Regions from separate parts of the Mus musculus genome. Here region 2 is linked to region 1. Evidence: chromatin contacts called from public HiChIP or PLAC-seq data. All regions are on one chromosome and are shown on one strand. Each heading gives the region's core, a stretch centred on a gene start, on an enhancer-like site or on the middle of the called end of the contact. The rest is flanking DNA. Distances are from core to core; before and after follow the strand shown.

What was found. HiChIP or PLAC-seq counts read pairs in DNA pulled down with a chosen protein or histone mark.
Region 2: an H3K27ac HiChIP or PLAC-seq map of extraembryonic endoderm stem cells shows a contact between it and region 1. The contact joins two enhancer-like sites. A contact is called at or near these places in 1 of 115 datasets of contacts at active chromatin or transcription factors (extraembryonic endoderm stem cells) and 3 of 9 other capture datasets (adipose tissue, liver and pancreatic islet).

The regions. Positions count from the first base shown.
Region 1 is chr12:102,324,458-102,331,522 of GRCm38.p6, forward strand. It overlaps Rin3 (Ras and Rab interactor 3), which reads left to right. Exons shown (of 10, transcript NM_177620.4): 3 at 1,338-1,455. Among named protein-coding and RNA genes, the nearest start is that of Rin3, 45 kb to the left of the region's middle. Within about 2 kb of position 3,819, at least 30 of the 459 cell types and tissues checked have an H3K27ac peak or open chromatin away from gene starts, as enhancers often do. A contact at or near this core is called in extraembryonic endoderm stem cells, where this site is marked.
Region 2 is chr12:102,416,699-102,423,763 of GRCm38.p6, forward strand. It overlaps Lgmn (legumain), which reads right to left. Exons shown (of 14, transcript NM_011175.4): 2 at 6,887-7,057. The coding sequence starts at 7,030. Among named protein-coding and RNA genes, the nearest start is that of Lgmn, 19 kb to the right of the region's middle. Within about 2 kb of position 4,088, at least 80 of the 459 cell types and tissues checked have an H3K27ac peak or open chromatin away from gene starts, as enhancers often do. A contact at or near this core is called in extraembryonic endoderm stem cells, where this site is marked.

The DNA.
Region 1 (7,065 bases), core at 2,569-5,068:
GAGGAAATAAAGTGGCTTCGTATTTGAAAGACATCCTTGGGACAGTTCAAGTTCAGTGTCTCAGCCATTGTCTCGAGGTGGGGAGTAAAGTCTAATGGAAGCATCTAAAGTCTGAGGGCCTGAGCTCAAACCCATCTCTAGCCTCTCCCATTCCGTCTTAAGCTCACCTGGCTCTCTTGGGTTCATCATTACCACACCCCTTGTAGATTTCTTATGAGAAATTGCAAGTTCAGGCTTGGGGCCAACTGGGGAGACAGTATATGACAGCTGCTGTCGGCCAGCAGCATAGAGCTAACTGTGTGTTTTATTAATGACACTACATTCATGCCTAAGATGACCTGGCATTGTCATGGTGGGATTAATAACCAGCAGTTGTGGCAGCAGAATTTGGAACCAAAGGAGAGGTCTTCTCCAGAGCCTCCCACACTCAGGGTCATGTCCTCACACATGGGGATGTCCTGGTATCCTTGTGCCCCAGCCAGCCCTAAACAACTTGGCCACACTCCTAGTTTGGGGATTTCTAGCTGAACTGTGTGGGACCTGAGCCCAGGAAACAGAGTCCAGGGGCAGAGTGAGGATGGAGGAATGGGGACACTGGCCAAGCGCTTTCCTTCCCTCGACAGAATGTTTGAGGAAGCCAGGAACATTCCAGAAAGTGTCATCTGGGAAGGAAGGGTGAGCCTGAGAAGGGTTAGCTGTGCCTGAAAAGGACATGATAAAACAGCAGTTGGTGACAAAGGAGAGGCCTCTCCATGCAATTGGGGACCATGAGGAATGGAGCCACTCCGTGATCAGATGTGGTACAACCTAGGCAACTTATGGAGACCTTATCTCAGAATAAGGAACGGTGAATGAAAGGTGCATAGTGGAAGCACCTTGCTTAGCACACAAGAGGCCGTGTGTTCAATCCTCAGTACCACAAGGTCCAAACAAAATGTTAGCTACTTTTATTTTTGCAAAGGGAAAAAAAGTATACATTTCCCCATACTTATAAATGTTTTCAACAGACACTCCCCACCCACTTCTCACCCCCTCCCTCAAAAAGAGCTGAGTGCTAGAGCATGAATTGACATTCAACCAACTCCCAACTATTAGGGCTTCTCTGATCCTGGATCCTGGACCATCCTCATACAGAACCCCGCTGAATCCCCATGCATCGACCATGCGTAGACTCAGTGCAAATGAGAAATGGAGACTTGAGGATCTCAAATTTGGATTCACTGTTCTCAGAGGTTTGCTTCAGACACCCTCTGGATGATTTCCACCCCGCACGCTGCTGACCCTCTGGCCTCCACCAAAGCCTCCGACTCACAGAGCCCCTGCTTCTGCCATTTCAGATGTTCCTGGTGTGCCGGGACAACAACCTGAAGCAATTGGTGCTGTGTGTCCACTTCCCTTCCCTGAAGGGCAGCTCAGCTGAGGTGCTGGAGTACCCCATCAAAGAAGAAAAGGCTAGTAAGTTCTTACCTCCCCCCGCCCCTCCAGACACAGCAGCAAAACCTGTGAGACACAGACCCTACATTCTGTCCCCATGTTTAAAACTAGAATAGGGAAAATCAATTTTAGGGTTGGCTCCAAGGTAGCAGTTTGGGTTAGGTAAGGATTTGGGAGGACACACTCATGTTGGTGTGTCTCCTGTGCCCACTTTGCATGGACTAGAACTTGACCAATCACTCAAGTATCAAAATTGTCAGACCTAGAGGCACATATGGGCAATTCTACCCCTTGGGTGACAGCAGGAGAAAGATTTGCTGCAACTTGAAGGCCTGCTACACAGTGTGTGTCAGGTTAGAAAGTGTCCAGTCAGAAAAGGCCTGTTTCAAAACATGAAGCCAAGTCACAGTTACTATTCACTTTCTCTGCTCACGGCTTGTAGGCTTTGCTTCCTCGTAGCCATCGTCAAGTTGTCTCTTGTTTGCTGAGCACAAAGGACGACAGAGAAAGGGGAGGAAATGAGATGTCCGGTCCTGGGTTCCAGTGACTCATTACTACATTCTCAAGCCATGACTTGCCGTGTGTCGTGTCGTCTCTCTGAAATTCAGCTTTCTCTTCCGTCGACTGAAACTAACAGTCACTGTCCTATCTCTATCCCAGAGCCTTTGTTAGGGTCACATGGGCAAGCAATTCCAAAGGCAAAACTCCTGGGTGTTCATAGGGCTACCAGAACAGACCTGGGCTTGTGGGGAGCCTGTTTGGGGATCTTTAATCCAGGCTGGCCTCGAACTCATGGTCCTCCTACCTCAGCCTTTCCACTGCCACTGACAGGTATATACCACCATGCCTGGATTCCACAGTGGCTTTGTACTATTAAAGACGTCATGGAGTTTGGACCTCTTCTGACCTAGGCTCCCTTGTTTTGAACCAGCTTCTGACTCCTTTCAAAGGCCATGTGTTCACGGGTTAGATTTGGAAATCTAAGAAGCCTGTGACAAGAATCCATAGGCTATTCCAGGCATGAGCTCACACCCAGAGAAACAATTCCAGGGTGTTCCCTGAGGCTTATCACCCTAGGTCAACAGCAGAATGACAGTAAGTACTCTTGGATGCCTGCTTTTCAAGACACTGAGAACCTACATAGATGAATAAGAAGGAAGTCCTTGCCTTAGGGTGAGGGGGTTTTCAGTCAGGCTAGAGGGTGGCTATGCTAGAGCAGGGCTAACAGGCATCACTTGTTCTGTGGTATGACAGCTGTTACTGCCAGGGGGCACCTGTCAGGTGGGGCAGGTCCAGATCCTCCCTAAACTGGGAAGAATATCAAAGAATATCTACTGTGTGAGGGTATCTAAGAGGAGAAGGCTTTAGGGTTAGGCTCTGAATGTGTGAAGGTGCTTGTGTTTGTCCAATAAAAGGGTGATTTTCTACAAAAGGAAAGTAGGGCAGGTCCCCATCCTGCTGGGAGAAGGTCTTTCCAGTAACTCAAACCACATGAACAAAACGCCTGTGCCCCAAGCCAGGCAGTGGTATCAAATGCCTTTAATACTTGCACTCAGGAAGAAGAGGCAAGCAGATCTCTGAGTTCAAGGCCAGCCTGGTCCACAGAGTGAGTGCCAGGAGAGCCAGGGCTGCACCGAGAATGTATATCCCTAGGTAGTACAGGTGCTGCATCCTATGGCAAGAACACACAACGCCTGCCTCTTAGGATATCAAGTAAGATAAGGAGACAGAAGCGAAAAGGCTTTTACTGTCCTGGGGGATGTGCCAGGTGGAAATCAGCCAACTGCCTCAATACCAAGAAATGACTTAAAGCTGCAGGAAGCTAATTTCCAAGCACAGGCCAGCTATGCCTCCCTTAGGCCCCCTGCAGGCACCCCACTGTTCTGCTATCTTCAGCATGTGACCTCCATATTATACGGTTGGGTCCAAGGTAACTGTGTAGACTGGAAAAAAGAGTCTAGGCACCTCCTATACCCATATTTTGTTAGCTAGAACTCTGTCACATGACCAAACCTAACTGCAGGGGACACTGTGAAATATAGTGAACTATGTGCCCAGGGAAGCAGACCCACTGGATTTTTTAATATATAACTTGTTTTTATGTGTATTGGTGTTTTGCCTGCGTGTGAGGGTGTCAGAAGCCCTGGAACTGGAGTTACAGACAGGTATGAGCTGCTGTGTGGTTGCTGGGAATTGAACCCGGTTCCTCTGGAAGAGCAGCCAGTGCTCTCCACCACAAAGCCATCTCTCCAGCCCCAAGCAGAAGGATTTTAAGGAATTCTGGGAGTTGCCCCGCCCTCTAGTATGAGAGTACAGAGGTGGATCTGGAAAGGGCTGTGGAGTCAGGGTGGGGGTGGGGTTCTCAAAGAGGATGGGGAGTGTTTCGGTTTTTCCAAACCACTGAAGTACATTGTGTCCTTTGATGACTCAGAAAGGGTGGGGTTGTTTGGATTGTCTCTTGTTCCCCAAGAACCTGGGTCATTTTTCATATGGCCTGGAGAATGTGACCTTCACGGTGTCTCTGGGGCCACATGATGCTGGATGTGTTTTTGACCCCAAGAGAAGGTTGACCAGTAGGCACAAACTGCTGGGCTAGGATTTCGGGATCCCCCTGCCTCTTACTGAGAGTCATGACTTCAGGACTAGGCTGCCACATCTTAGTTTCCTCTGTACATTTAGGGACCCACATGCCTTGAGCGAGTGAGTTTTAGCTCTAGGATTGGAAACTGCTCAGATGGGGGCATGCCCAGGGCCGTGTGGAGAAAGTACAGGATCAAGGCAGGGTGCCTGAGGGTTTTAGAGGTGAGAGGCGAGACTGGAGCTGGCCCTGGAGCTGTCTGGAATTCTTCTCTGCTCCTTTGTCCTATGTGCCTTTTCTGCTGGCTGGCTGCTGCCTTTGGGGCATCACATCTAGGCCTCTGCACCTTAAAGACAACCCAGCCCTTGGAAACCAGGGCACGAGTTTGATTTCATGTCCCACTTCCAATTCAGAGCCTTATGAAGGCAAGTAAGTGTGAGATGGTGGTTAGCAGGGTTAAGACAGATTCAGTTCAGAAACATTGCAGCCATTGGGCTCTCACGTGCAGAACCGGCCCAGTCCCGACTCAGCTTGCACAGGTGGGAACTTATAGCAAGGTGGATGAAAGATCTAATGGGATGCTGGCTGAAGATGGACAGATTGTCCCTTCTTCTAGGGGATGGGAAACAAGAAAAGCCTGATTGGGTCTAAATGACGGTCGGACAGGTAGGGTGGAGGTTCCTGTCACACTTAGAGGGGTCGTTGCTAGAACAGGCAGTATATGAAGGGTGTCTGAGAAGGTCCAGGAGCTGTGAAAGTTTAGCTGAGTGAAGTTTTGTCAAGATGGATGGATGTGTATTACCAGAACTGTGAGCTGGGCTTGGCCACCTGTCCTCAATAGGCAAATGAAGCAGATGCGTAATGATGTAAGGATGAGAAAGGAGAGCTCCTCGCTGTGGGAAGACGAACAACTTGAGAGATCCAGCGACCATCCTCCACAAGTCCATCTTCGGGATGCTGAGATGGGGTTTAGGTTAAGTGGAGGGTACGAGGCATGCGTAACTAAGCCATCTTGACGGAGGCATGGCCCTCTGCCCAACATGTCACTGTCTGGACCCCAGTGTGTCCTGCAAGGTTGTCTGACAAGTTATCAGAAATCTGTGAACTCTCTTTCCAGGAAATAAATCCTCCTCTAGCTGGCTGCAGGGCCCCAGGCTTCTCCTCGTCCTAGCTGAGAATTCACTACTTCAATTGTGTGATAGCCCAGAGAAGGGACATGAGTGTCTCCTGAGGGGAAAAAAAAAAAATCTTCATTTCTGCCGAGATGGTCAAACCAGACTACTCAGAAATGGGAGCACTAACATCCCAGGTTCTTGGTTTTCTCCCAGGCCACATGGTAGAATTCCATGCATTTTCAGGCTTCAAGTTCAGCATTCAGCATTCAGCCTTGCCTTGAAGATAGTCAAAATGCAAACCGAAGCCATTTGTGTAAGCTGGTTCTTCAATCCTTATTCCAACACGTTGGCCACAAACACAGAGGTGCCCACCGCTTGGGTATTTCATTTTGTTCTCTCTTTATATTACTCTGCTGCTCCTAAACCTCTTTCTTTTGAGGTCTGCTGCCAGAGCAAGGGCATTGGCTGGGCTGTTTCTCTGCCTCAACTGTCTCTAAGTTCCATGCTCCTCCCTCTTTTTGAATTCTGTGCCTTTGATGTCATAGCTTGGTTTCTCTCACCTCTGTCTCTTGCCACTTGTGTGACTGGGCAAAAACGCTTCATGTCTCCGGCCCCCCGGCCTCCCTGCCTGTGAGGTAGGGATAGTGATGGTGCCTTTCCTCAGAGAGTCCTGGAAGGACTTAGTTATCCAGATCATGTAGGGTGATCGTGAGGCTCTGTGGCCAAGCTAACTTCAGTGGGGTGCCCTCAAGGGGAAGTGGGCAATGGAAGGGCCCAGGCCTAGAACTGGAGCTTTCTGGGTTTCCCCATGCAAAGTCGAGGGAGGAAACCAGGGGGTGTCCCAAAAGTGAGTCTTGCTTTGACCACAGCTGTGCTCTGAGGCACTTTAAATCCCCTCCCTAGTTTCTTTTTTTTTTTTTCTTTTATGTTTTTTCCAGACAGCATTTCTCTGTGTTCCCCTGGCCATCCTGGAACTCACATTGTAGACCAGGCTGTCCTTGAACCCGGACATCTGCCTGCCTCTGCTTCCTGAATGCTGGTATTAAAGGTGTGCACCACCACTGCCCAGCTTCTTTCCCCGATTCCTTACAAAGATTCTTCTTTGAAAAATCCTGATTCTGTCAGCTAAGCCATGCTTGTAGTGGTAACAGGCTGCCCTACACCTTTAGTTGCTTACACACAAAGTAGCATGGATGTACTATAGAATACATCTGATTAAAACACTCAAAGACATAGTAACATGAGTATGTTTTCACTGGATCTTTCCACTGTTGCTGCAGAGCTCTACCCATCTGAAACATGAGAAAGTAGAGTTCCATAATGACTCTAGAAGGTTCCACTCAGAAATGCAGCCACCACTTCCCCTACAACTCATTGACCAAAACAGGCCACATGGCCAGACTGGAGCCCAGTAGGACAGGAAGAATCATCTCTCCTCATACAGTGGCAGCAGGAAGGGAAAGTGGCCCAGAGATTACAGGGGGATTTATAGCAGGGAAGGAGCCTGTTGAAGGAGCCAAATGAAGGATGAGTGAAGCTATGCCAATTTCTGGGAGGCAATGCTGCCCCTTGATGGCTGGTATGAACATCCTACCCTAGAGGACACTACAACAAAAGCATCCCTTATCCTAAATGCTTGAGACCAAAAGTGTTGCAGACTCTCCCTGGATTTTGAAATAGTTTGCACATGTGTAACATGGTCTTGGGGATGAGGCTTAAGCCTAACAAGGAAACTTGGTTATGTTGTATGCATACAGTATGCACATATCCTGGAAGATATTTCATATATATATATCAAGGCATCTGCCTTTTAACTTGTCAGTTGACATCAGATGTACTTTTCATTCATGGCATAATGTTGGTGGGCCAAAAAAATGTCTTGGAATTTGGAACATTTCAGATTTCAAATTTCCAGATAAAGACCGTTCAGCTGAACCT
Region 2 (7,065 bases), core at 2,838-5,337, 93 kb after region 1:
TGTGTGAGCTCCTCCCCTCCTGACCTGCACCCTGCATCCCCAGCATCCTGCTTCCCAAGCTCTTTCCACCCAAGTGCAGCAGTGGGGAGGAGCTAAGCTGGGGTTCTGCAGTGCCTGGCCCAAGTCCGAAGGAAGAGGCTGAGGTTTAAAGGGAGCTGATGTCATTTGTTCCCCCTACACAGCAGGTTTAGTAGGGAACAGCAATAGGGGGTCTGAGCAAGACCTAGGACACTACAGACACTCCAGCTACCCCCAAACACGCCCACCTTCATCACTGTTGGGCCCAGCATCCCCATCCCAGCCCCACCCAGCACTCCCCAGCCCTCTCTGTCGTGCTCTCTTCAAAGGATGTTTTGTTTCAAGCCCAAGCAGCGGACCTTTGCACCTTTGAAACTGACTAACTTCAAGACACTAGCCTAAGTGGAGACTGTCTAAAGGACAGACTGTCCAGCCCACACTGGCTGCTGCTTCCACATCCTGCTATTCCGCCTCCCTGACTCCCTGCAGCCTAGCTCCTGTCCCCATCCGCCTCCATTTTGCCTTCCTGGACTCCAAATATACAAATATTTATTACCTAGCTCTTCCTGGAAAAGTTTGCTGACTGGCCTGGAGGCACACAGCAATGGTGGTGCCCTGTGTGTGAGAATGGGGACAGAGTAAGCAGGAGTTCCCAGGGTTGGGTTGCCCCGCCCCGATTAATATATAGGAGCCAACTCAACTTTTCTATCAGAAAACTGTTATTAGTCCAGCATGGTGGTACACACCTTTAATCCCAGCCCTGGGAAGCAGAGGCAAGTGGATCTATGAGTTTGAGACTAGCCTGGTCTACAGTGAGTTCCAGGACAGCCAGAGCTATGTAAAGAGACCCTGTATCTACCAACATGCGTACATACACACACCAAAAATATCTGTGTATTACACAGTCTCACTATGTAACTCCAACTAGCCTGGAAATCACTATGTAGACTAGGCTAGCCTCAAACTCATAGAGATCCACCTGCCTCTGCCTCTCGAGCAATGGGATTAAAGGAGTGCATTAGCACACCGGCCTCCATCAAATTTCAGTTGCCTGGTTCAGTCAACATGAAGAAAACGAGGCTTTGTAAACTTGTCCTATCACGGCTCATGCTCTCCCCACCATGCCCATCCCAGTCTCTCTGAACCATGTGACACTTGCGTAATCTGCTGGGAGCTTCTCTGAGTCAGACCGAGAGAGTCCTCCCCTCTCCAGGAACTGATGCTAACCTAAGCATGTGATGCCAAGGCCCCCACTGACTCCCAGGAAAAGGCTCACACCTGAGAGACTGGCAAATAAATAGCTAGCACACATGATCTCTCTCTCTCTCTCCTCTACAGAATTTTTGTCTGGATGTGACACCTGTGAAGGGCCCAGAGTAATTCCTGGCATCTGTCTGCGGCCCCCATGGAACTGCAAGCCCTTAAGCCTTACATTCTTTTTCAGTTGTCCTAAAACCTCGCGGTCTGCATGGGCCCCATAAAGGTTGAGATAGGACTGGGTCCAGTGTGGCCTTGGTAGAGACAGAATAACATGGTTCCTGCTATTGGAATAGCTTGGACCTCCACGAGAGAGGGCTTGTTTGTATAATATTTGTTATTTTCACGGTCCTCGGAGGAATGTCCTCCCGGTTAACATTAATGACTCCATGCTAATCAGAGACATCATGAGTCTGGGAGGCAAAGGTGTGGCTAATGTCTCAGCCAAATGGTAACCGCTGGGACCTTCAGGACAGCGCTTAAGGCTGTGGAAAAGGAACATTAAGTTCCAAAATATATAACTTCTGAACTATGCAAAAACGTAAGGATGCAATATGAACTGTATAAGGAGCTTCACAGATCTAAAGGAGCAGAGGCAATTACACTATGAGCCAGCTTGCCAGAAAGATACAAAGACAGGCAGATACAAGGGCATGGAGATTCCAGAGTTCAACGTCAGCCTGGGTCAGAACAAATTTAGGTCCAAGCATGGTTAAAATGGTGATTCCCGGGCAGGGTCCCACCCAGCATCTTACTGTCTGTGCTTATGTTTGCTGTCTCTTCTTAAGAATCAAGAGGCTAGCAGGGCAGTGGTGGCGCACCCCTTTAATCCCAGCACTTGGGAGGCAGAGGCAGGTGGATTTCTGAGTTCAAGGCCAGCCTGGTCTACAGAGTGAGTTCCAGGACAGCCAGTGTGACACAGAGAAATCCTGTCTCAAAACAAACAAACAAACAATAAAAGAGCAAGAGGCTAGAGTCATAGAATGCTTATTCATGAGAGGGTCAAGAGGGAACCTGGAATAACTGAATTGATATGTAAATAAAATGTGGGCTTTGGTCTGCATGAGATGAGCCGGCAGAAACTGATGGGGGGGGGGGGGTTGGTTTTGGTTTTGGTTTTTTTGCCAGAGCTGAGCTATCTGAAGATCTCTGGAGAGCAAACACAGCTCTCTTCAAGAATTTTTTTTTTTTCTAACAGGATTGCTGATTTTAGTCAAGAAAATCCATGAAGAGCAAACTCAGCTCTTTTAGAATTTTTTCTGACAGGATTTCTGAAATCCCAAGAATTACTAGAGAGCTGACACAGCTCTTGTAGAATGCTGTCTAGCACCTATCCAAAGAAGGCTTTCTGAAGAGCAACCCCAGCTCTTTATGATTTTTTTTTCTGGCTTTCTGACTTTGATTAGAAAGAATTACTTTTAGAATTTTTCTAACAGGATTTTTGACTTGATCAGAAGACCTATCAGCTATCCAGAGAGCTTTTAGAATTTTTACTAGCAGAGAGAAAGCTGTCTCAAGCAGAAACTTAGCTGTCTCAACCAGAGTTTTTTAGAATAGAAGAAAAAGCTATCTAGAGCAGATCTCTCTCTCTCTCTCTCTCTCTCTCACACACACACACACACAGAGAGAGAGAGAGAGAGACACACACACAGAGGGAGGGGGGTCTGAAAAGCTGTCTTGAGCAGACTACAAAGCCAAGAACTGTCTACAGAGAGCTATCTAGGCAGCCATCTGGAGCAGAACATAGGCCGCCAGCTTGGACACAGGATTTGACTTGAGTCTTTTGTTTTTGCCACTCTCAGACACCCAGACCAAGCTGAGGCTGGCCCCTGGCATTGAGCCTGTACCACCGTCCTGCTATTCACCACATCCTGGGCTGCAGAACTAACCCTCAGCATACAAACTCCTTTATTATCCCCTGCCCATGGATTTATGCTTCAAAGGAGACTGCTCGCACCCTTTCAAGGTCATTGTGTCATCTCCCTAGACTGACCAAGATCCTATCCATTAGAAGCGCCAGCCACCACCAACCCCCTCACAGTGAATAAAGTTGCTTTTAGTTTATTTCTGACTTTGGTGGTCCTTCCCTCGTTATTTGCATGCCCCGTGACCCTAAAAACCTGGAGCTGTGGTAATAACCATTTCGTAACAACCAGTACTTGTCTGGAGACAGGACCTCAAAACTGAAAACATGGGTTTGAGTCAAATGGCCTGAGTTTAACTGGCCATCCTAGGACTCTCCACACTTGCTATTTAAAACACTGAGGAGATGCCGGGCCTGGTGGCGCTCGCACAGCTTTAGTCTCAGCAGAGGCGGGAGGATATCTTGGGTTTGAGGCCTGCCAAATCTATCAGTCCTAAAGAACCTCATGCCCCTATAAATACATCCAGTTAAAACCTGCACAGGATCAAGGGAGAGTCCGTGAATGATTTAACCTCCAGGTAATGTTTAGCCACTGTATTTTCCTACGTTGGTTGTATAAAAACCAAGTGGCTGATGAGCCAGCATACTTGCTGCCTGTGGTCTCGGGGCTTAACTTATCTTTTCACTCAAAGGAAAAGCAATCAGTTATGATAACAGCTCTTAATCGGGCTAAATTTCCTTTCTGGACCAGCACACAGAGGCCACTCAAGATGAGTCAGAACTTCACCAAAGCCAACCCTTGATGATATGGAAGCCAAGCACCCCGACACTCACAGGGACACAGCTCCATTTGTGCCAACCTCCCAACAGCTGGTCACTGGCTGTTCAGCAGCCAAACAACATGCATCGTGGATAATCTAAACTGACACACCCTGGGATCATGTACATACTAAAAAGGATATAGGGGCCAGCAAGGTGGCTCTACTGATAAAGGTACTTGCTGCCAAGTCTGACAACCTGAGATTGACCCCTGAGACCCACATGGCAGATTGAGAGAATCAACACCTGCCAAGTTTATCATCTGACCTCAACACACGTGTCGTAATAGGCTTGTACCCACACACATACACACATTCATGCATACATAAATAAATGTAATGAAACTTTTTGTTAAAGGATACAGGCTATCTCAGTGGTAATTTCGATATTAATTACATGATGAATTGATATTCATTTGGACTTCTGGTTTAAACAAGATGTCAAAATTAATTTCCTAAATATTTTTCTGTGTTTATACATTTGTGATTAGGTATGTGTTTATACTGTAGATAAGTGTGTATGTGTGCTTACATTGTGTATAGGGATGTGTATGTGTTTATGTTGTGTGTAAGTGTGTGTTTATATTGTATATAAGGGTGTGTGTGTTTATTTTGTGTATAAGGGTGTGTATTATTGTTTGTAAATGTGTGTGTGTTTATATTGTGTATAGGTGCATGTATGTGTTTATATTGTGTATAGGTGTGTGTGTGTGTGTGTGTGTGTGAATGTGGAGGCAAAAGAACAATCTGGGGTGTCTGCTCCTTGGGTGCTGTGGAGGTTTACATGAGAATGGCCCCCATCCGTCTCGTATATTTGCAAGCCTGGTTCCCAGTTGGTGACCTAATTGGACAGATTAGGGGATATGGCCTACTTGGAATATGTGTGTCACTAGGGGTGGGCTTCCAGGTTTCAAAAGCCCACACCAGGCCCAGCAACTCTCTACCTGCTGCATCCAGACCACGCTGCCTGACACAATAAAGAACTAACCCTCTGAAATTATACCCAGAAAATATACATAAGAAGTCCCCAATTAAATGCTTTCTTTTATAAGAGTTGCTTTGATCGTGTCTCTTCACAGCAACAGAACAGTGGCTAAGACAGGTGCTAGCCACTTTATTCTTGTTTGTGTATATGTATGTCTGCATGTGTGCATGCAGTTTCCCAAGTCCCGAGTGGGCATCAGGTCCCCTGGAGCTGGAGTTAGAGGAGGCTATGAGCTGCTTGATATGGAAGCTGAGACCCAAACCCAGGTCCTCCAAAAGAATAGCAAGTGCTGTTAACCACTGGCCTCCCTCCTTCTCCAGCCTGGCCCCCAATACTCCACCTTCGAGATGGTCTCTTACTGGCCTGGAGCTTATCAGGTAGACTAGGCTGGCTGGCCAGGGAGTCCAGGGAGCCAGCTATTTCCACCTCCATATACAGAACTGGGATTCCAGCAGACAGCATTGTTCCTTGGTGTTTTCCTAGGAGTTGACCTCAGGTCCTCGTGCGCAGCGGGCATTTAACTGAACAGACTCTCTCTCCGTGGCCCCTCCTACATATTTTAAGCTTTTTCAAATGTGGCTGCTAGAAACGTTTCCATGACTCACGCTGCTCTTACTGGATTAGGTGGCTCTCAAGCCAGCTGGCTGGGTCTGGATCCTACCCCACCCCCTCCTTGTGCTGCTTACAGCTCCACCACACTGGGCAAACTGCTGGCCTCCCCAGACCTCCATCCAAGTGCTGGTAGATAAAGAGAGGTAAGAACAGGTCCAGCTCCACACTGCCCAGTGGTAAGGAGTAAAGGCTCTCAATGCTCTAAGGAGAGCCTGCAATATGATCCTGTGATAATCTAGGTACCTGGCATGAAAAATCAACCTTTTAGCTAGCTCTGTTCCATAGACCAGGCTGGCATCAAACTCAGAGATCTGCCTGACTCTGCCTCCAAGTGCTGGGACTAAAAGTGTGTGCCACCATGCACGGCTAAATCAACTTTTTAAATGACAGTGTTACCATTCACATGGATGTCAGCCTTTTAAATACAGTGCTCCGCAAAACCACGACCACTTTCTAATTCTAGAACATTCTCACTACCCACAACAGGATCTAATTCCACGAGCAGTCAACTCCTCTGACTCTCCTCTGCCCAGCCCCCACTTCCCTGTAGACTTTCCTAATCTGAAGTGCCATTTAGTGGATTATTAACTGTTTGGTCTTTGTGACTGGCTTCTTTTACTTAGCACGTGCTTACGGTTTGTCCATAATGAAGCACACGTAATTGCTCCATCCTTTCCGTGGCCAAATCATGCTCCTGAGGCTGATACCGGCAGGAGATTTTACAGAGGCATGTTTTCATTCCTTTTGGGGGCCACACCTTGGGGTGGGATCTTTGGATTGCAAGATTTGCTGTTCCAACTTCCACAGGACTGATGCTTCCCCAAGGCTACCCCCTTCCTCCCAGCAGGAGGCTGGACTGTCAACTATGCCCTTCTCTCTCACTTCCACAAGCTGATTTGCAGGAAACACCAGGAGGGAGGAGGTGGTGTAAAGGGACAGAGGCATGGAGGACAGAGGGGCCAGGAGTCCGTTCCCCAGAGCTTCCACACTGCTCGCCTCTTGTCAATGGTCTCAGTTAAATCACCTCCTCTCTCTAGACCTGCGTGTCCTTTCTATAACATGAAGGGAAGGTGTTAACACAAGAGCTCTCACCTGGTAATCTTGAGCCCCCAAGATATGCGGTGATATCTAAATGCATTTTGATTTTTGAGTTGTGACAGGCAGGCAAGTGATACAGTGCAGACCCAAAAAGGGATTAATGCCTGGTTCTAAAGGCCGCCACTGGGGAAAGGTGAGGAAATCCCACTTGAGACTAAAGCAAAACTGTCTTCCAAAATGGAATGGCCATTTTGTAGGCACAAAGCCAGTGACAAGAACGCATGGGTTTCTTACCTGGTGTCGGTAATTATACCAGCCATTGGAGCCCGCCACAATCACCACCCAGTGCTTGCCTCCATCCTCGGGATCGTCCACACCGACGGGAACGGCACCAGCACCCAGCACCAGGCTGAGAAGCACAGCCACTCTCCAGGTCATTCTGCACCCCGTGTCCGCTACAGAAGACTGAAAGG